Linked DNA regions of Sus scrofa: region 2 is linked to region 1. The links are chromatin contacts, called in public Hi-C maps. All regions are on one chromosome and are shown on one strand. Each heading gives the region's core, a stretch centred on a gene start, on an enhancer-like site or on the middle of the called end of the contact. The rest is flanking DNA. Distances are from core to core; before and after follow the strand shown. Region 1 holds the start of CYP2R1 (vitamin D 25-hydroxylase). Region 2 holds the start of PSMA1 (proteasome subunit alpha type-1).

Region 1 (6,422 bases), core at 3,911-6,410:
GAGTCATTCAGAAGGCTCTTCACATCCCATGCAGCGGTACCACACTCTACCAGCTTCCCCTCAGTACCTGGCTTGGGAAAATCCAAGTGTGCAAAACCAGTTCCTACATACCACTTTTCATTAAAATCACCACTTGGGTACCCTGTATCCCAGGGTTATGACTCCAGGGAGGCACCAAAAAGCTCAGTAATCAAGATAACATTTTTTTTTTTCTTTTTAGGGCTGAACCTGCGGCATATGGAAGTTCCCAGGTTAGGGGTCAAATTGGAGCTGCCGCTGCCAGCCTACATCATAGCCACAGCAACATGGGATCTGAAACATGTCTGTGACCTACACTACAGCTTATGGCAACACTGGATCCTTAATCCACTGAGTGACACTAGGGATCAAACCCACCACCTCATGGATACTGGTTGGTTTCTTAACCCACTGAGCCACAACGGGAACTCCCAACATACCTTTGTGTGTGTGTGTGTGTGTTTAGGGCCACACCCATGGCATATGGAGGTTCCAAGGCTAGGAGTCAAATTGGAGCTGTAGCCACCAGCCTATGCCACAGCTACAGCAACCCTGGATCTGAGCCACTTCATTGACCTACACCACAGCTCATAGCAATGCTGGATCCTTAACCCACTGAGCTATACCAGGGGTCTAATCTGCTTTCTCATGGATGCTAGTCAGATTCATTTCTACTGAGCCACAACAGGAGCTCCAAGATAGCTCATTTTTAATGAGCTAACATCAGTATTGTTGATTTTCTTTTCCCTCAGGCTCCAACATGGCTCTGCAAGGGACTTCCTTAACTCTCATTTCCTCCTATTCTGATGAGACCCAACCATGAGGGAGTACACATATAAAATGTACTGGGAGCTCCCTTTGTGGCTCAGTGGTCAATGAACCCAACTAGGATCCATGAAGATGCAGGTTCAATTCCTGGGTCGCTCAGTGGGTCAGCAATCAGGCGTTACCATGAGCTGTGGTTTAGGTCCAGATGAGGCTGGGATCCCTCATTGCTGTGGCTGTGGTATAGGCCGGCATCTACAGCTCCCATTCAGCCCCTAGCCTGGGAACCTCCATATGCCTCAGGTATGGCCCTAAAATAGCAACAACAACAACAAAAAAGTGCTAAGGAGGCAACCTGTGCTGATTTCATCACTGTGCACTGGGAGTGGCAGTGGTGCGGGGGAGAGGGCTGTCCAGTGAGCACCCAAGGCTCAGTCCAGGGATGCAGCCATCCAAAAACTGGCAGGGAACCCTCAGAGTGAGTCCTGGAGGGAGGCTCCTTAAGTCCAAGAAAGAGGCTCTTCCTGGAGCACAGCAACTCTTCTGAAACCATTACCTGTTTGCATACAGAAATGTCAGAACCACATACAGGATTTTCACATTTCTCCAGGCACCATTCTGCCCAGCTGTAGAAGATGGGATCTCTGCCATGAAATAGTGAAGTCTTTCATTTCCTGTTCTACCAAACATCCCTGTCCTGATAAAATCCACAGACAAACATAATACAGGTTGTTTCCTATCACTCTAGGAGCAAATACAGGGGAAGGGGGGGAACAAAGAAAGCTATTTTTTGGCTGAGTACTGAGCGAACACAATAAATGATGAAAATGATGACAGGGAAGGATCTGTGTTCCGAGAGACTTTTAGTGAGTCGTGACGCCCTCCCACACACACTGTCCCCAAGGGGCAGTGGGGGTGAGGAGGAGGCATCTGATCAGTGCAGTGGTGAGTCAGGCTGCCGTCAGAGCTCCAGCTCTCGCCTGCTAATGTAGGCAGGGGGAGAATGCCAAAGGAGAAAGGTTTCTCATTTTAAGTGAATGGGGAGATATTTCTGGAATGAAAACTAATCCTTTTTGAAAATAGAGGATGGAAAGGGGCCACACTTGAGCCAAGTACCATACTGTGGAACTGTTGTGGTCAGCCAGACAATGCAAACCTTAGGAAGCAGGGAAAGAGAGGCAGGGCTGAACTCCAACATCTGGTAGGTGATATTCCTCTGTTCCCAGGTCTCAGCAACACTGTGGCCCACCTGCAATGCCAATATCCATCCTGGGCCATCTCCATTTACCTTTGGTTAGACACTGAGGACTAAGTTCAACAATGATCATCTCATTTTGTTTTTCCATTTTATTAGAAGACTCAATTAATAATCACTTCTGTGATGGCCAAGCATTTTAAGGAATCCCTAAGGGTAATACATTAGGCGTTACTTGACTGCCTATTTGTAGGCATTGCCTATGTGAGGTATTACTTCATTGCCTAATAAGTAGATAGTCTGTGGCTGGAGAGCCTGTGAAATATACCTTCAGGCACTGGAGATGTCCATATTCCAGAAAGTGAGTGCAAACTAGTTGAACAGTAAATCTCCAAGGTTAACTAACTGCCTGGTTTCAGCTCCAATGTGTTTGCATCAGAGATACAGAAAGCAAGAGACTGGAAACACTCCCAGAGGACAAAGCTTGATTGGTACATGGGGGCCTTTGCTCTTGGTAGTCTCTCTTTGAAATATTTTCCCCCATATCTTCCCTTGGTTTCTCTCCCTCTCCTCACCCCCAATATATCCTCATCCTAATTCCCAGAACCAGAATATGTTAGGTTTCAGGGCATGGAGAAATAAGATGGAATTAAGGTTGTTAAACAGCTGACTTTGAGATAGGGAAATTATCCTGGATTATCCACATGTAATGTAATAGAAGTTGAAGTGTCCTGAGTAGAAGAGGAAGGCCAGAAAAGGGGGTCAGAAGAGATTCAGTGCACATGAGTCAGTGCACGAGATGTTGCTGGCTCTGAAGATGAAGGAAGGGGAACAGGAGTCGAGGACTGTGTGTAGCCCCTAGAATAGAGAAGACAAGGAAACTGATTCTCCCCTAGAGCCTCTAGAAGGAATGTGGCCATACCAACACTTAGCGTTTAGCCCATTAAGACCCACTTTATACTTCTGAATGCAAAATTTGTTAAGATAATAAATTTGTGGTTTTAAGGCACCATTGTGGTAATCTGTTACAACAGTAGTAGGAAACTAATACACCTCCTTATCATTTGATCTAAGCTCAAATGTTACAATCATAAAGCTTTTTTCTTTTGGCCATGCCCATGGCATGTGGAAGTTCCAGGCCAGAGATCAAACCCAGACCACAGCAGCTACCTGAGCCAGTGAAGTGACAATACTGGATCCTTAACTTGCTGAGTCATGGGGGAACTCCAAATGTTATCTTCTTTTTTTTTTTTTTTCTTTTTGGGGCTGCACCTGTGGCATTTGGAAGTTCCCAGGCTAGGGGTCGAATCTGAACTGCAGGTACAAGCCTATACCAAGCTGCATCTGCGACCTATGCAGCAGCTTGCAGCAACACCGGATCCTTAACCCACTGAGTCAAGCCAGGGATGGAACCTGCATCCTCATGGATACTAGTTGGGTTCTTAATCTGCTGAGCCACAACAGGAACTCCCTGAATATTATCTTCTTAAAGAGACTTTTCTTGATATCTCTCACCTGCTAAAGGATTTCCCCATGTCCAAGCATTCTCTAAAACATACTTTTATTTTCATCTGCTTATGATTATCTAAAATTATGTGTTTATTCCTTTTCCCTCTCACAAGAATGTAAATCTAGGAGAGTAGGGACTTTGTTACTCTTTTCACATATTATCTCTATTGCTTTGGATATCATACTGCATGCATTTTAACAATGTCTGTAGTGAATAAGCCTAATGAGGACCATAACACTCTTGCCACTGCTCAAGCACAAAGAACAGCTCTTAAAAGAGTCTCATGCCCAGTAGGTCCTGTGTTGCAAGGAATTACCCTTTAGAAAACAGGAATAGAAACAGAAATAGCAGAGTTCCCCCGCTCCTGCCTCAGCGGAAAGGAATCTATCATCCATGATGATGCAGGTTTGATCTCAGGGGGTTAAGGATCCAGCATTGTTATAAGCTGTGGTGTACGTCGGAGACGTGGCTCCCATCTGGAGTTGCTGTGGGTTTGGCCAATGGCTACAGCTCTGATTTGACCCCTAGCCTGGGAAACTCCATATGCCATGGGTGCAGCCTTTAAGAAAAAAAGAAAGGGGGAGTTTCTGTCGTGGCTCAGTGGTTAACGAATCTGACTAGGAACCATGAGGTTGCGGTTTCAATCCCTGGCCTTGCTCAGTGGGTTAAGGATCCAGCGTTGCCGGGACCTGTGGTGTAGGTCGAGGCTCGGATCCCATGCTGCTGTGGCATAGGTCAGCGGCTACAGCTCCGATTAGCCCCCTAGGCTGGGAACCTCCATATGGCGTGAGAAGCAGCCCTAGAAAAGGCAAAAAGAAAAGAAAAAAAAAAAGAGCGAGAGAGAAACAGAAATAGCAAATAGATATTTCCAAGTAGGCAATCAGTTGCTTCATTTTACGTAGCAGAGGCAAAAAGTTTGAGTAGTAAGTACCATCCCTGGGCAACTGCAGACCAGAGTCTTCTTTGATTGTCAAGAAGTAACCTGTTGGGGAAACTGTGAAAAGATGCATCATTAACTCAGGTTGCCTAAATATTGTGCAATTACAATTCATAAGATATCACATGCAAAAATACCTCTTAACATAAGGATGAAAAAATAGATGAGTAAAAGAGGCCAAATAGTGAGATTATTTTCTTTTTATATCAATGGGTCAATTTTTTTTCTTTTTCTTTTAAGGCCAGTGCCCACGGCTGGTAGCTCCCCAGTCAGGGATGGAAACCCTGCCACAGGAGTGACAGCACCGGATTCTCAACCTGCTAGGCCACTAGGGAACTCCAGGTGGATCAGTCCTTTAATGGAGATTCTGAAGATTATCAAGTCCTGCTAAATAAAGACTGCAGTGCTGATAATCTCCCCAGTTTTCTAGTCTGAAATAGGCAGACCTGGTTCCTAAAAAGATCTCCAAAGAAAGGGCTGGTCTACAACGACGCAAGGTCCCTGGCCCAGGAAGGGAGGCGGTACTGTCTTGTCTTCCAGGCCCTGGCTGTCAACATCCTGGATAAAGCCTCCAGGCTCGGTGCCCAGCCAGGCTGGGGCTTGCCTAGAACCGCGCCCAGATCCAAAGGGCTGCTCGCCTTCCACACAGCGAACTCTGATCTCTTCCAATCCCGTTGTAACTGGCCGCAGGCCCTACGCTCAGCCAGCCAATGGCCATGGCAGTGAGGCGGGTCCTCGGGTCCTCGGGCCAATAGGATGCGGCGGAGTTGGAGCACTCCCCGGGTCCTACGGCCGCGGGGGTTCGCAGCCCCAGCTGCGGGCCATGTGGGAACCTCCCGGAGCTGAAGTGTTCCCGGCGGCCCTTGGCGGCGTTCTCTTCTTGCTGCTCTTCGCCTCGGGGTCCGCCAGCTTTTGAAGCAGAGACGGCCGTCGGGCTTCCCCCCGGGACCGTCGGGGCTGCCATTTATCGGCAACATCTACTCGCTAGCCGCCTCGGCCGAGCTCCCTCATATCTACATGAAAAAGCAGAGCCAGGTGTACGGCGAGGTACAGCCCGACGGGCCTCGGGCAGGGAGGGCCCAGACCTTCCTCCCGGGCTGTCCGACGCTCGTGGGCGCAAGCTACCGTGAACCCTCTCTGTGCGGGCGGCTTGGAGAGGCCGGCTTCCGGGGTTGGGGTGCGAGGTCCACCAGCCGCGCCGCCGCTGGGGGGGTTGGGACGGGGAGGTGGGGGAGTTCCTCTCAGCCGCGCTCACCACCCACCTGGCGTCGGCGGGATCGCATCAGGTCCTCCCGCCTCGGAGGGCTCCGGGGAGGTTTCCCCGCGCATGCGCAAAAGGGGCTCCCGGCCGCGCCGGCCGCACCGTCGGGCGTGACAGATGCTGTTTAGAGCACCAAGAAGCCTGCGCCCAGCTTCCCGCACGTAGATTAGCTTTCACCTATGGCTTCTGGGGAGAACCAAGTGTCTGAATTCTAGGACCCTGTTGGTGGTTAACAAGAGGTTGTTTGCAATTGAGAATGGCTGGTCTAGGGCGTTTGTTGTGAGAATGGGAGCGCAGGTGAAGGCTCCGGGGAAAATGACAGAAAGAGCGAATTAATTAGTGAGTAAAAATCAGTGCAGTGCGGGTGCCCAGGGGCAGGTCTTCTGGTTCTCCCGGTTTTACGGAGCAGGAAACAGCAGCGCAGGCCCGCTGAGTGACTTGCAGGCGTCACACTGCTGCGAGCTCTCAGGGAAAAGCCCACAACACCAGCTTGCGTTTGGAGGGGTGTTCTGATCGCACGTAGCCAGAAGTTTCCAGAACACTGGTCCTAACCAGACTCACCGGTTTTCTTTTTTTCTTTTTTAGGGCTTCACCGGCGGCATATGGAGGTTCCCAGACTAGGGGTCCAATTGGAGCTACAGCTGCCAGCCACAGCCACCACCACAGCCAGGCCGGATCTGATCTGAATCTGCCGCCCACACCGCAGCTCATGGAAATGCCAGATCCTTAATCCACT
Region 2 (6,513 bases), core at 1,228-3,727, 360 kb after region 1:
ACTTAAGGACATGAAAAGATGGCTTCAACCTTTTGAGTCTAGTACAAAACAGTTTGATATGATTTTACTTGTTGAAACCATTATATGTTGATATCACTTATATGTGGAATAAACGTAGTAAATACGATACAAATGAACTTATCTATGAATCAGAAATAGACTCATAGATGTAAAGCACAGACTTGTGGTTGCCAAGGGGGTGTGGGAGGGATGAATTGGGAGTTTGGGATTAACAGATGCAAACTCTTACATGTAGAATGAATAAATAATAAGGTCCTACTGTATAGCAAGGGAAACTATACTCAATATCCTGGGAACTTCCATACTCCACAGGCACAGCCTTAAAAAACAATAAAAAAGAAAAAGGAAAAAAAAAAGCAATAAAAAAAAGAATTTGAAAAGGAATACTTATGCGTATAACTGAATCATTTTGCTGTAAAGCAGAAATTAACACAACATTGTAAATCAACTATACTTCAAAAAACATTTAAATTATATGTATTATACATATGTGCGAGGCATGTGAATATATAGATATGTGGAAAAGAACTGTCAAAATGTTTATATACTATATAATATATATATATATTTTTTTCTTTTTCAGCCACACCCACAGCATAAGTTCCCAGGCCAGGGACTGAATCCAAGCACTAGCTGCAACCTACATCACAGCTGCAGCAATGCTGGATCCTTAACCCACTGTGCCACAGTGGGAATTTCCCTACGTAATATTTTTAAATGATCATTTATTTAGTCATTCATCTAATATTCATTACTCATTCATTTAACTATATATTAAACTCTTAATACATGCTAGGCATCCTGCTGGGTGCTGGGAAAACAGAAGAGAACAATCAGTTAATTTAGTCCACTAAAATAACAGTAATTTTGAAAAATGACAACAATCAGTATTGGTGAATTTAAGAAGGGGAGCTCTCTCATATACTACTGTTGAGAATATGTTTTGGTAAAATATTTCCGGAAAGCAATTTAGCACTTTTGGTTTTGTTTGTTTTTTTTTGGCTGTGCCTGCATACAGAAGTTCATGGGCCAGGGACTGAACCTGTGCCACAGCAGTAACCAGAAAACTTTAGGTCCCTAACCTGCTGAGCCACCAGGGAACTCCTTTTTTTGTTTGTTTGTTTGGTTTTTGTAACACTTTTAATAAAATTCTTAGAAATAGCCATTTCACTAAATCCTTTGATTTTCAGGAATTTATTCTAAAGGAGTATAGATGTACACATAAAAAAATATATCAAGCAGCTCATAAATGAATTTCTTGGGAGAGGGATAATTTTGGTTTTTTTTAGGGCTGCACCTGTGGCATATGGAAGTTCCCAGGCTAGGGGTCCAGCCGGAGCTGCAGCTGCGGGACTATAGCGCAGCTCTCAATAACGCCAAATCCTTAACCCACTGAGAAGGCCAAGGATCTAACCCGCATCCTCACGAGGACAATGTGGATCCTTAACCCCCTGAGCCAGACAGGGAGCTCCAGGAGAGGGCTTAAATATTAAACTTAAATATTAAACAATGGGGGTTTCGGTAAATAAAATATCATATGTTCACAATGCAGAATATCGGGAATCTTGTTTAACCTAGAAAAATTTTAATATAAAAAAGTGTCCAAAATACATGTGACAAGGTTTTTAAAGTGCGATACCAACTTGCTCTAACTTGAACAAATCATTTAAGGGAGCTGAGTCTCTTCATTGACAAAGCTTAGATCCTTAAAGACCCCTTTCAACTCTTACCTGAGTCTAGGTACTCATCCTTTCTTCTTCGTAAAGAAAAGAACTCATCATTGGCAGTCAGTAAATTTTAGGTTGGCAGCTGTTTGTAGAGCTATCCTAAACTATTTTCTCTGAGAATTTACTAAAAGATGTTCGCAAAAAGGAAAATACCTATTTCGGAAGAAGATGTCCCTCAGTTGCCTATTCTTTCAGGCATCGTGCTTGGTTTTGACGGCAAAGACATTAATGCCCTCAAAAAGTTTAAAGTCTGATAATAATGATAGTGATCAGTGACAACAACGCCTGGAAAATAAGGAGTAAGGAAAAGGATTCCAAAGTAGAAAGAAAATCATGTCCAGAAACAAGATACTCCAGGAAGAGTACCGTTGACACGAAGAAATGGACCATTATTTGTGGTCTTTTTTTGCAGTCCTGTTCTTCTCGCTACCCAACACCACAAATCTCTGTGGACGCTGAATGAGAGGCTGAGCAGTACACCAGGAATCTCGGGTGCATCCGGCCGGGCCGGTGAGAAACTGACAGGAATCTACAGCTCACAGGTAACTTCTCTGAGGATCCAAGAAAGGCGACTTGATAGTGGCCACCCAGCGACTATTAGCTCCCGCGGGCGTTCCTGGCCCAAATTTTCCCGCCAATGTGAGTTTCTCAGATTTCCCAGGCCCCGCCCACTCCCGAGCGGGCGGAGAGCTTTGAGGGCGGGGAAGCGCCGGAAGCCTATCGCTATCTCTAGAATAGACTGCTCTACCCTGCGCCGACGCATAGTCCCGCAGACTTCTCTGCAGATCGCCGAGCGGTAGTTTCGGCAGCGCTCCTTGATCTGCAGGTTTACCGGAGGCCGTGACTAGGCTCTCGCCGGAACCATGGTGCGTTGGATTCCGAGCTCAAACAGGGTTGGGGCACAGGCCCGCTGGCTGGGGGTTGGCGAGTGATCTCTCTGTCACTCTTAGAGCGGGCCGGGGCTATGGGACATGGGAACCTCAGCCGATGGGGGGTTCTGGAGTGATTCAGCATCTCTGGCCTGGCCGGCACAGGGGAAGTCGGTAGTCGGTGCGGCCTTTCCCCTGGGTTTGTTTCGCTTTCCATCCGGCCTTGAACAATACCTCCTCGGTCTGCTAGCCGAGTTCGCCCCTCAGTTTCCTTCAGTCGAGTAGATTCCGAGCGGTCCAGAGGGGCCCCTAGTGCTCTGTGTGAGAGAAAGGAAAAATTGGGATTTGACTTTTGGAATCTCCCTGTATAGCCAATAGCAGAGTTGAGAGCTCAATTCTCTTTTAGAGCTCAATCAGAAAAGGCCTTTTTTCAGTCACTTATCCAGTTAAGTATTTTTATGAAAGAGTAAACTGAAGCTGATAGAAGTGATAGAATAAGGGTTACAATATAGGGCTCAGAGCTTCCAGTCCTATGTCTACCATTCCAGCAGTCAGCCTTCTCACCCTAATGATTGGGCTCCCAAGTACTGTGCTGGCAGACTCATTTTAAGCTGTCTTTAAAGCTGTAATGGGTCCGTCTCTGTGGCTATTTGTGTCCACTTCTGACTTTCTGGGGACATTCTTGTGTGTACTCATTCTATAACAATGTTTTAAATGCACTGTTTTAACTACAGTGAAGGTTCAAAGATAAATCAGACACGTCCCTAATCGTAATATAAGGTCGAAAAAAAAGGTGTAGATAAAGGAATGGTAGGAGTATGTGTTGGGATTTGGGGAGGAAAGATGGAGAAGGCTTCAAGAGGTAGACATTTGAGGTATTTAAGGAAAAGGAATGCTTTTTTTTTTTTTTTTTTTTTTTGTCTTTTTGCATTTTCTAGGGCGGAATCCGCGGCATGTGGAGGTTCCCAGGCCAGGGGTCTAATCTAATCGGAGCTGTAGCCCCGGTCTACGCTAGAGCCACAGCAACGCAGGATCCGAGCCTCGTCTGCGACCTACACCACAACTCACAGAGGCGCCAGATCCTTATCCCACTGAGCAAGGCCAGGAATGGAACCCGCAACCTCATGGTTCCTAGTTGGATTCGTTAACAACTGAGCCACGACAGGCACTCCAAGGAAAAGGAATGCTTTTGATCGTATTAGGTCTTGGTATCAGGGAAGAGAATAAGCCAAAGATAGAAAGGAGAGTGGACACATAGGAACTTTAGTAATTGACTGAACTCAAAGGCAGTGCAATGGACAGTGGTAGAATTGGAATTTGGGAAGATAGGTCCCATCTGGCTCTGCTCTCCCCTCCCTCACAAGCTCCTTGTAAATGTAAAATTGGCTTGCAACTAAGTACAGTAGAAATCTTCCAATGAGGTTGCAGTAACAACCTTTCATTAATGTTGGATGGAAATAGACTAGAAAATTATTATTATTATTATTTTCTTTTTTTTTGCTTTTTAGGGCTGCACCCAAGGCATATGGAAGTTCCATAGGGGTCCAGTCAGAGCAGCAGCTGGAATCTGACCTATGCCACAGCTCATGTCAATGCCAGATCCTTAATCCATTGAGCAAGGCCAGGAATCAAACCCTTGTCCTGATGGATACTCGTTGGGTTTGTTACCAATGAGCCACGATGGGAACTCCAGAAAACATTTTTGAGTGATAGAGCTTGTTAAGATTTGGGTTTTGTAATGTTCTTGTATTAACAGATTTTTTTTCATTTACTTTCAGTTTCGCAACCAGTATGACAATGATGTCACTGTTTGGAGCCCTCAGGTAAAATGTTTTATACTGTTTCTACAAAGTTGCTTTTGGTGGCTGCAACTTAAAAATGTTTTGGATAGTATGCTGTGAGAAAATATAATCATTTTAGACATTCCTGTAAGTTTCCTAGTTTTAAAGAACATCGTTTGAGGTTTAGCTATTCTTACCTGAAATTTGGGATCTCTGAGTTAATTTTTTTTCTGCATTTGATCATATGGGGATATTTATGTCATTTTTAAAAAATATAATTGTTTAAAAATATAGTTGTTTTACAACGTTGTACTAATTTCTGCAGTACAGCAAAGTGACCCAATCATCCATATATATATATACACATTCTTTTTCTTGTATTACTTCCATTGTGTTCTGTCCCAAGAGGTTGGATATAGTTTCCTGTGCTATATAGTAGGATGTCATTGCTTATCCATTCTAAATGTAACAGTTTGCATCTACTAACCCCACACTCCCAGTCCATCCTACTCCCTCCCCCGTCCCCTCTAAGTTAATTTTAAATCCATGAAAGGGTCTTGTACAATGACTCTAAGGTGTATTGGGTTTTTTTCCTTTTTAGGGCAGGATTCATCAAATTGAATATGCAATGGAAGCCGTCAAACAAGGTTCAGCAACAGTTGGTCTGAAATCAAAAACCCATGCAGTGCTGGTTGCATTGAAGGTAAGTAAAGCAATAAATATATCTTCCTCTTTTAAAAAAGAGCTACTGGGAGTTCCCATTGTGGCTCAGCGGTAACAAATCCAACTAGTATCTATGAGGATGTGGGTTCGATCCCTAGCCTCACTTAGTGGGTCAAGGATCCGGCATTGCTGTGAGCTGAGGTGTAGGTCACAGACACAACTAGGATCCTTTGATGCTGTGGCTGTGGTGTAGGCCAGCAGCTGCAGCTCCAATTCAGCCCCTAGCATGGAACTTCTATATGCTGCAGGTGTGGCCCTAAAAAGCAAAACAAAAAACAACAAAAAACCCAACTATCAAATGTAAGTCTCACTATGTAGATAATAAATTATAAACTTGTTTTTCTGTCTTAAATAATGTCTATTTAGAGGGCACAATCAGAACTTGCAGCTCATCAGAAAAAAATCCTCCATGTTGATAACCATATCGGTATCTCAATTGCGGGACTTACTGCCGATGCTAGACTGTTATGGTGAGTATGATCATGAAAAACAAAGGAAACATCTCTTGATTCATAATTGATTATATTCTAGAAAAGATCCAGATGTTTTACAGGTATTCTATTCTGCCAGAATGTTTAGAAGATTGTGTATACCTTAGTGAAGTTGGGCTCAGTTACTCAGTATCCCATTTCTTGATCCTCTGTGTAGTAACTAATAGAATTAGCCATACTAATATTAATGCCTTTGAGAAGTCATTCAATGATGTGATACTTGTTAACTCAGTGTATAGTGTTTGATATTATGTCTGAGAAGAGCTTGACACTTTTGTTGGGTTTGCGAGGATCAGATGAACCACCTTTGCTTTCTCTAATACACCAGTATTTATTTGATGTTTATTTTTTGCAAAGCTCAGTACTGGATGCTGCAGGGTGTAAAAAGTGAATGAGATATAGATCTCATCTTCTAGGAAATTAGAATCAGTTCTATGTCTAATACACAGAAGAAAGTGGAGAGTAACAGGTATACTTCTGTATGGGACCAGATAGAGATTATTTCTATTTGAGAGGCATTATGTAAATGAAGAACTGACATTTTGGAATCACACAGACTTTAGTTTCCACTTTTATTTATTTGTTTATTGTTTTTATTGACTTTTTAGGGCCGAATCCATGGCATATGGAGGTTCCCAGGCTAGGGGTTGAATCAAGCTGAAACCGCCAGCCTGCAACACAGCCATGGTAATGCCAGATTTGAGCTGCATCTGCGACCTACGCCACAGCTCATGGCAACACTGGATCCTTAACCCACTGAGCAAGGCCAGGGATTGAACTTGAGTCGCCATGGATGCTAGTCAAATTCATTTCTTCTGAGCCATGACGGGAACTCCTTTGTTTTTTATTTTATTTTTATTTTTTTGCTTTTTAGGGTGGCATTTGAGGTATATGGAAGTTT

The links. A called contact is a pair of places that touch in the nucleus more often than the background predicts.
Region 2: a contact with region 1 is called in a Hi-C map of liver, with 4 times the contacts expected there. The contact joins the promoter of PSMA1 here to the promoter of CYP2R1 in region 1. A contact is called at or near these places in 2 of 5 promoter capture datasets (fetal liver and liver) and 3 of 47 Hi-C or Micro-C datasets (heart right ventricle, liver and skeletal muscle).

The regions. Positions count from the first base shown.
Region 1 is chr2:44,370,272-44,376,693 of Sscrofa11.1, forward strand. It overlaps CYP2R1 (vitamin D 25-hydroxylase), which reads left to right and starts at 5,161. Exons shown (of 6, transcript XM_003480731.4): 1 at 5,161-5,315; 2 at 5,318-5,472. The coding sequence starts at 5,249. LOC110259296 (a long non-coding RNA gene) reads right to left here and starts at 5,994. Exons shown (of 2, transcript XR_002341568.1): 1 at 5,688-5,994; 2 at 4,358-4,482.
Region 2 is chr2:44,737,625-44,744,137 of Sscrofa11.1, forward strand. PSMA1 (proteasome subunit alpha type-1) reads left to right here and starts at 2,478. Exons shown (of 10, transcript XM_003122965.4): 1 at 2,478-2,614; 2 at 4,396-4,440; 3 at 5,000-5,101; 4 at 5,488-5,591. The coding sequence starts at 2,612. LOC106507279 (a long non-coding RNA gene) reads right to left here and starts at 2,405. Exons shown (of 7, transcript XR_001303160.2): 1 at 1,752-2,405.